Linked DNA regions of Mus musculus: region 1 is linked to region 2. Evidence: chromatin contacts called from public Hi-C data. All regions are on one chromosome and are shown on one strand. The core of a region is the stretch at or near the end of the contact, and the rest is flanking DNA. Distances in the headings are between cores, read along the strand shown.

Evidence for each region. Hi-C and Micro-C count contacts between places; a contact is called where the count stands out from the background.
Region 1: a contact with region 2 is called in a Hi-C map of the G1E-ER4 cell line, with 4 times the contacts expected there. The contact joins two enhancer-like sites. A contact is called at or near these places in 2 of 15 datasets of contacts at CTCF or cohesin (CD8 T cells and pro-B cells) and 6 of 484 Hi-C or Micro-C datasets (the G1E-ER4 cell line, myeloid progenitors, nephron progenitors and 1 more).

What each region holds. Positions count from the first base shown.
Region 1 is chr4:89,122,851-89,125,550 of GRCm38.p6, forward strand. The region is part of intron 1 of Gm12602 (predicted gene 12602); the gene reads right to left. Among named protein-coding and RNA genes, the nearest start is that of Gm12602, 4.0 kb to the right of the region's middle. Within about 2 kb of position 1,286, at least 41 of the 459 cell types and tissues checked have an H3K27ac peak or open chromatin away from gene starts, as enhancers often do. A contact at or near this core is called in the G1E-ER4 cell line, where this site is marked.
Region 2 is chr4:88,976,338-88,979,037 of GRCm38.p6, forward strand. The region is part of intron 1 of Gm34568 (predicted gene, 34568); the gene reads left to right. Among named protein-coding and RNA genes, the nearest start is that of Gm34568, 21 kb to the left of the region's middle. Within about 2 kb of position 1,349, at least 9 of the 459 cell types and tissues checked have an H3K27ac peak or open chromatin away from gene starts, as enhancers often do. A contact at or near this core is called in the G1E-ER4 cell line, where this site is marked.

The DNA.
Region 1 (2,700 bases), core at 36-2,535, 150 kb after region 2:
AGGGACTGAATTCCTCCAATCTCTGGGAAAATGTGTGTGTGTGTGTGTGTGTGTGTGTGTGTGTGTGTGTGTGTGTGTGTGTATGTGCACACACATACACAATTTGAAACATTTTTCAAGATTTTTTATTTTATGTATATGAGTACACTGCCACTGTCTTCAGACACACCAAAAGAGGGCATCGGACCCCCAGATGGTTGTGAGCCACCATGTGGTTGCTGGGAATTGAACTCAGGACCACTGGAAGAGAAGCCAGTGCTCTTAACTGCCGAGCCATTTCTCCAGCCCCTACAAACAAAACTTTTACAAAATAAAACCTTAATCGAATTTCCGATAACTTTTTCTACCCAGAAAAAAAAAATAAAGCGGTGGAAAACATATCAAACATATCTTAACAGCGCTTTACGAAGCCCGGGATTTCCCTTGGCTGATGAGCAATTAGAAAAGCCCCTGGGACAAGGAGCTGTAGCACTCCAGTACCAGCAGAGCTCATACCTGGCCTCAGCTGTAGGTCCACCAAGGAGCTGCAGCATGCTGTCGGGGACCATCAGCCCCGGTGGTGTCAGCTTTGAAAAGACTATGGCTATATGTTTTCATTTACCTGATGAACACTTCACACACTGCTGTGAGGACTCGCTCTGTGGAGTAAGAACTGCAGTGAAATTATAGGAACCACGCCTTTCCTGACACAGGGGCATGGGTAATGAAGACGTTACAATAGCTGGGGGTTTCCCTTTCATAAAGAAGAACCTTCTGGGAATTTCTAAGAAGCCTTTTCCTAGATGACATGAGGATCAGTTTTGCTTTCACTCTGGATGCTGCCTGCAGAGACGCTCACTGCAGATGTATTATGGGTGCAACCATCCCCTTTTACAGGGTGGCAGCACAAGATTGTGATTACATATTAGATATCAAACATCGGTTCACCATTTCAAACGACTGCTCTCTGACCCATGCCTAAGAACAAAATCCTTTGTGTCTTTATTTTTCAAGATATTAAGACTTAAGGATTTCAAGGTCTTTTCCTAAAAAGTTTCAGCCATAATGAGACCTTTAAGAGAGGAGAGGAAGCAGCAACTGCACACAGACAGGTTTGCGTTTGAGACGCCTGACGTCCGTGTGTCTCAAGATGAGACACTGCTTTTCCTGATGAGTATCTGCAACTGCTTGACTTGGCTGGTTCGTCTCTTAGACGTCATATCAGTGAGTCTGACAGTAGATAATACGGTCAGCAAGTGGGTAAAGGAAACCAGCAGTTTAACCACTTCCGAACTACCAAGAAAATTCCTTCCCCACTAAAATTCCAGAAATGCCTTCTTCACAGCACAGGAAGTTAGTCAGCCGGCTCCTGAGATAGAACGAAAGTGTCACTAGCCAGTCAGGCCAGCTTTTTTGGCCTTCTCCACTTGGTAGAAATCGCTTCAGCTATTGATGTCGCTTAGTGGACAGCTGAGAAAGGCGATCAAAACAAAAGATTGCAGTTCCTAAAACAGAGAAACAATAGTATTTGAGGAGATGAAAATGCTGACGGCCCTAATTATTGTTTTCTTGTTCTTCATTACTTGTTGAAATTTTCATGCTTTTATATTCTGTATTTTAAGCATCTTCACGTAGAGTCCTTGGCCTCTTTCATCCACCCCCAACCCTTCGTTCCTTCCTTATCTCACAATATCACTCCTACTTTGATGTTTGTGAGTTTGTTGACCCACTAATATTAGTTAAGGCTCTTTGCATAAGCACGAGTAGGGGCTTATTGGCTGGAACAGTTTATCAGTGGGTACAGTGCTGAGGGAAATGGCAATCCTCCTATGGCACCAACTAATTTTTCCCATAGACCCTCAGTGAGGGCTGAGGGCTCATGAGCCCCTCCCACGTGAAGGATGATTATCAAGATAACCTACTGAGTTCATGAATTCGATGGCTATGTCATGTCCATAAAACACGTTTGAAGCAGCACTCTTCCACAATTTCAGGCTGGTGTTCCCAAAGCCTTGTTGAGAGGAGAGGATTTAGATATCTCACTTAAGGCCAAGGCCTCCACTTACTCTCAGCACTTCACCCAGTTGTGAGTCTCTGTGTTAACCGCTGCCCAGTGCGAGTGAGGCCTCTCTGAGGAAAGCTGAAAGCCTACTTGATTTTCTTGAGATAAAGTCTTGATATAACTTGGGTTGGTTTTGAACACCAGGTTATCCTGCCTCAGCACCAAGATCACAGACGCCCATCCCTACAAGCAGCCTTAGTGACCCGTTTTAATCGTTAAATACTATATACACACATTTAATTATACCACAACCCACAATAAATACAAGTATTATATGACAGCTAAGACATGTGTGAGAAAGAAAAGCCTACTTGACCTATTTTTAAAAGACACCTTGAATGCCCCAATGGGATTTCTCCTATAAAGTACAAAACAGTAAATTACATCAACTCTCTTGAATGCTATATTAAAGGGGAATTACATATAATTTATGACAGATTAGATTTAATAGGTATAAAGCAGTATCGCTGTGATGAACAGAAAATTTATATATAAAACACATGACATCATATATTACTTCAAGATATATTAGATAGACACCTGGTAATTAACATTTTCTTCTAGAAAGCCTAGTGTCTTACATTCACTGTTTTTTGTTTTGTTTTGGTTTGGTTTTGGTTTTTGGTTTTTGGTTTTTAGGTTTTTCGAGACAGGGTTTC
Region 2 (2,700 bases), core at 99-2,598:
GACTGAGGTGCCCTGAAATATCATCCTGAGTGAGGTAACTCAGACCCAAAAGGACATGCATGGTATGTACTCACTTATAAGTGGATATTAGCCCTCACAAAAGGACAGAATACCCAAGATGCAGTCCACAGAACTCAAAAGGTCAACAACTGTGTGTGTTTTAAAACAGTCTTACTATGCAGCCCAGGCTGGTGGTGTCAGACTTGAGATCTCCTTCCTTCAGTCTCCTAAGTGCTAGGATTAATTGGCCCTCTATTCACAAGTTCTACCTGTGCGCAGATTCGACTAATTGTGACTCAACACTCTAAGAGCTCTTCAGTCTTCAATGAACATGTGCAGACTTTTTGAACTCGTCATTTTTCCCTAAACAATATAGTTGTTTTGACCAAGTCTTGCACTGTATCAAGCATTTTAAGTAACCTAGAGATGATCTAAAGTATACAAGAGAAAGTGAGTGAGTTATAGGTAAATGCTACACAATTTTACACAAGGTATTTGAGCACCTGTATTTTAGTATCATCAGAAGGGACATCCTGAAACACTAGCCCTGCATGGGCATCAATGTGTTTTCTTTTTCTTAGGCTTTCTATGAGATTTGACCTTTTCTGCTCAATACTGTCCATGTCTCATGACCAACTATTTGTATCTCCCTTTTGTTCCATGCCTTGGAATTCTAACTATGATAATATCCTTCTAATAAAATCACTCCCAAATCTGGAGTTACAAGTAGAAAGGAATCTCTTGACTTTCAAGACTATGCAACCCTCTTTCATGTTCTGCTTTCAATGGTAAGCATTCCCACACTTCAGACCTTCACAGCAAGGGTCAACTGAGATCACTGAGATAAAAAATAAGATTGATTGAGAAAATACTGTGTGATAAAAGGTCTCCAAAAAATTTAACTACTAATGTTACCCTTGCCAAGTAAAATTCAGTCTGGCCCTGGGTAACTATACACTATTAGAATACTGGGAAGCAAGCCACAGTGGAAAATATGACTGACCTAGGATTGCCATAGTGTAAGGAATCCCAAGCTAACCACGTAATTTATATGGAGAGAGAAGAGGAAAGAAGAGGGGAAGAGAGGAGAGGAGAAGAGAGGAGAGGGGAGGGGAGGGGAGGGAAGGGAAGGGAAGGGAAGGGAAGGGAAGGGAAGGGAAGGGAAGGGAAGGGAAGGGAAGGGAAGGGAAGGGAAGGGAAGGGGGAGGAGAGAGAGGGAACTAATTTTTTCTGATATCTACCCCAGAGCCAGATATATTAATTTAGTCACAGTAGACACACAGAAGAACTGAAAGCCCTACCAGAAGACTAGCCAAGGCACCAACTGAGCCAATCACTATCTTCAGTTGAGTTGCGTTTGCCTGGGGGCAGAGATAAGCTGTTTTCTCTGTGCTCTGCCTGAATATCTGACCCCAGGTCCATGAACACAATAAAAGAGCTATTGCTTTATGATGTTAAAATTTGAGGTAATGTGTTAATTATTAGTAACAGTAACTTGGCGCTATCATTAGACAAGTAGATGGAACCTGTATTAGTTGCTTTTCTGTTGTTGTAATAAAATACCATGACCAAAAGCAACTCACAGAAAATGAGTTTATTCTGGCTTGTGGTTTCAGAGGGTGGGAATACATAATGATGAGGAAAGCAGGGCAGTAGGTGTCAGGACAAAGAAGTTGGCAGATCACCCTTCATCCACACACAAGTAGTAGATAAAGAACAGGAAGTGAGATAATGGTATAATCTATCAAAGTTCACCTACTTCTTCCAGCAAGTCTGCACCTCCTGAAGTTTCCACAAACTCTCCAATGATGGATCAAGTATTCAAATACATAAGCCTTTGGGGACAATTGTCATTCAAACCACCACAAAACCTTTACCTGAAAGAGTGCATTTGTGGCAATTCATGGTAATGTATAAGACCTTCTCTTTGCAATGTCAGATCACATGCAATAGAACATGACTAGCAGCTGAGTAGCTCCCGAATTGCCTCATCTGCCGAGGACATGGCTAATAAACCACAGCCGTGACTCCCCTGAAAGTGAACTTCAGCTGTTATCATTGGAGCTGTCTGGACAAGTACTGTGCATAGATGATGTAGCCTCGTACTCTCTCTTCTGTGGTCGTCCTCTTCTCTGCATCTTTAAAGGGGCCTGAATCAAATGTGGACGTGTATACAGAGTGAGTGTGATAGTTTATAACTGTAATCCCAGCACATAGGAGGCTATGGCAGGAGGATCAACACGATTCTGAGACTAGCCTGGGCAACACTGCAAGTGAGACCTGTGTCTTAGTTACTTTTCTATTGCTGTGAAAGAACACGTGACCAAGACAACTTATAAAGAGAAGCATTTAATTGGGGACGGAGCTTGCTTACAGTTTTATAGGGTAAGTTCATGACCATCTTGCCAGGGAGCATGGGAGTAGACAGGCACTATAGTAATAGCTGAATGCCTAGATTTTTATCTGCAAGTTGGAGGAAGAGAGAGAGAAACTCGGCCTGTTGTGGGCTTTTGAAACCTAAACTCCCACCTCCAGTGATATCAAGAAGGCCAGACCTTCCCAACTAGGGACCTAGCATTCAAATATATAAACTTATAAAGATCATTCTTATTCAAACAACCACATTGTTGCAAAAAGTAAATAAATATTAATAGTAACATATATCTGGTATCAGATTGGTATCTTTTCAGACATAATTTA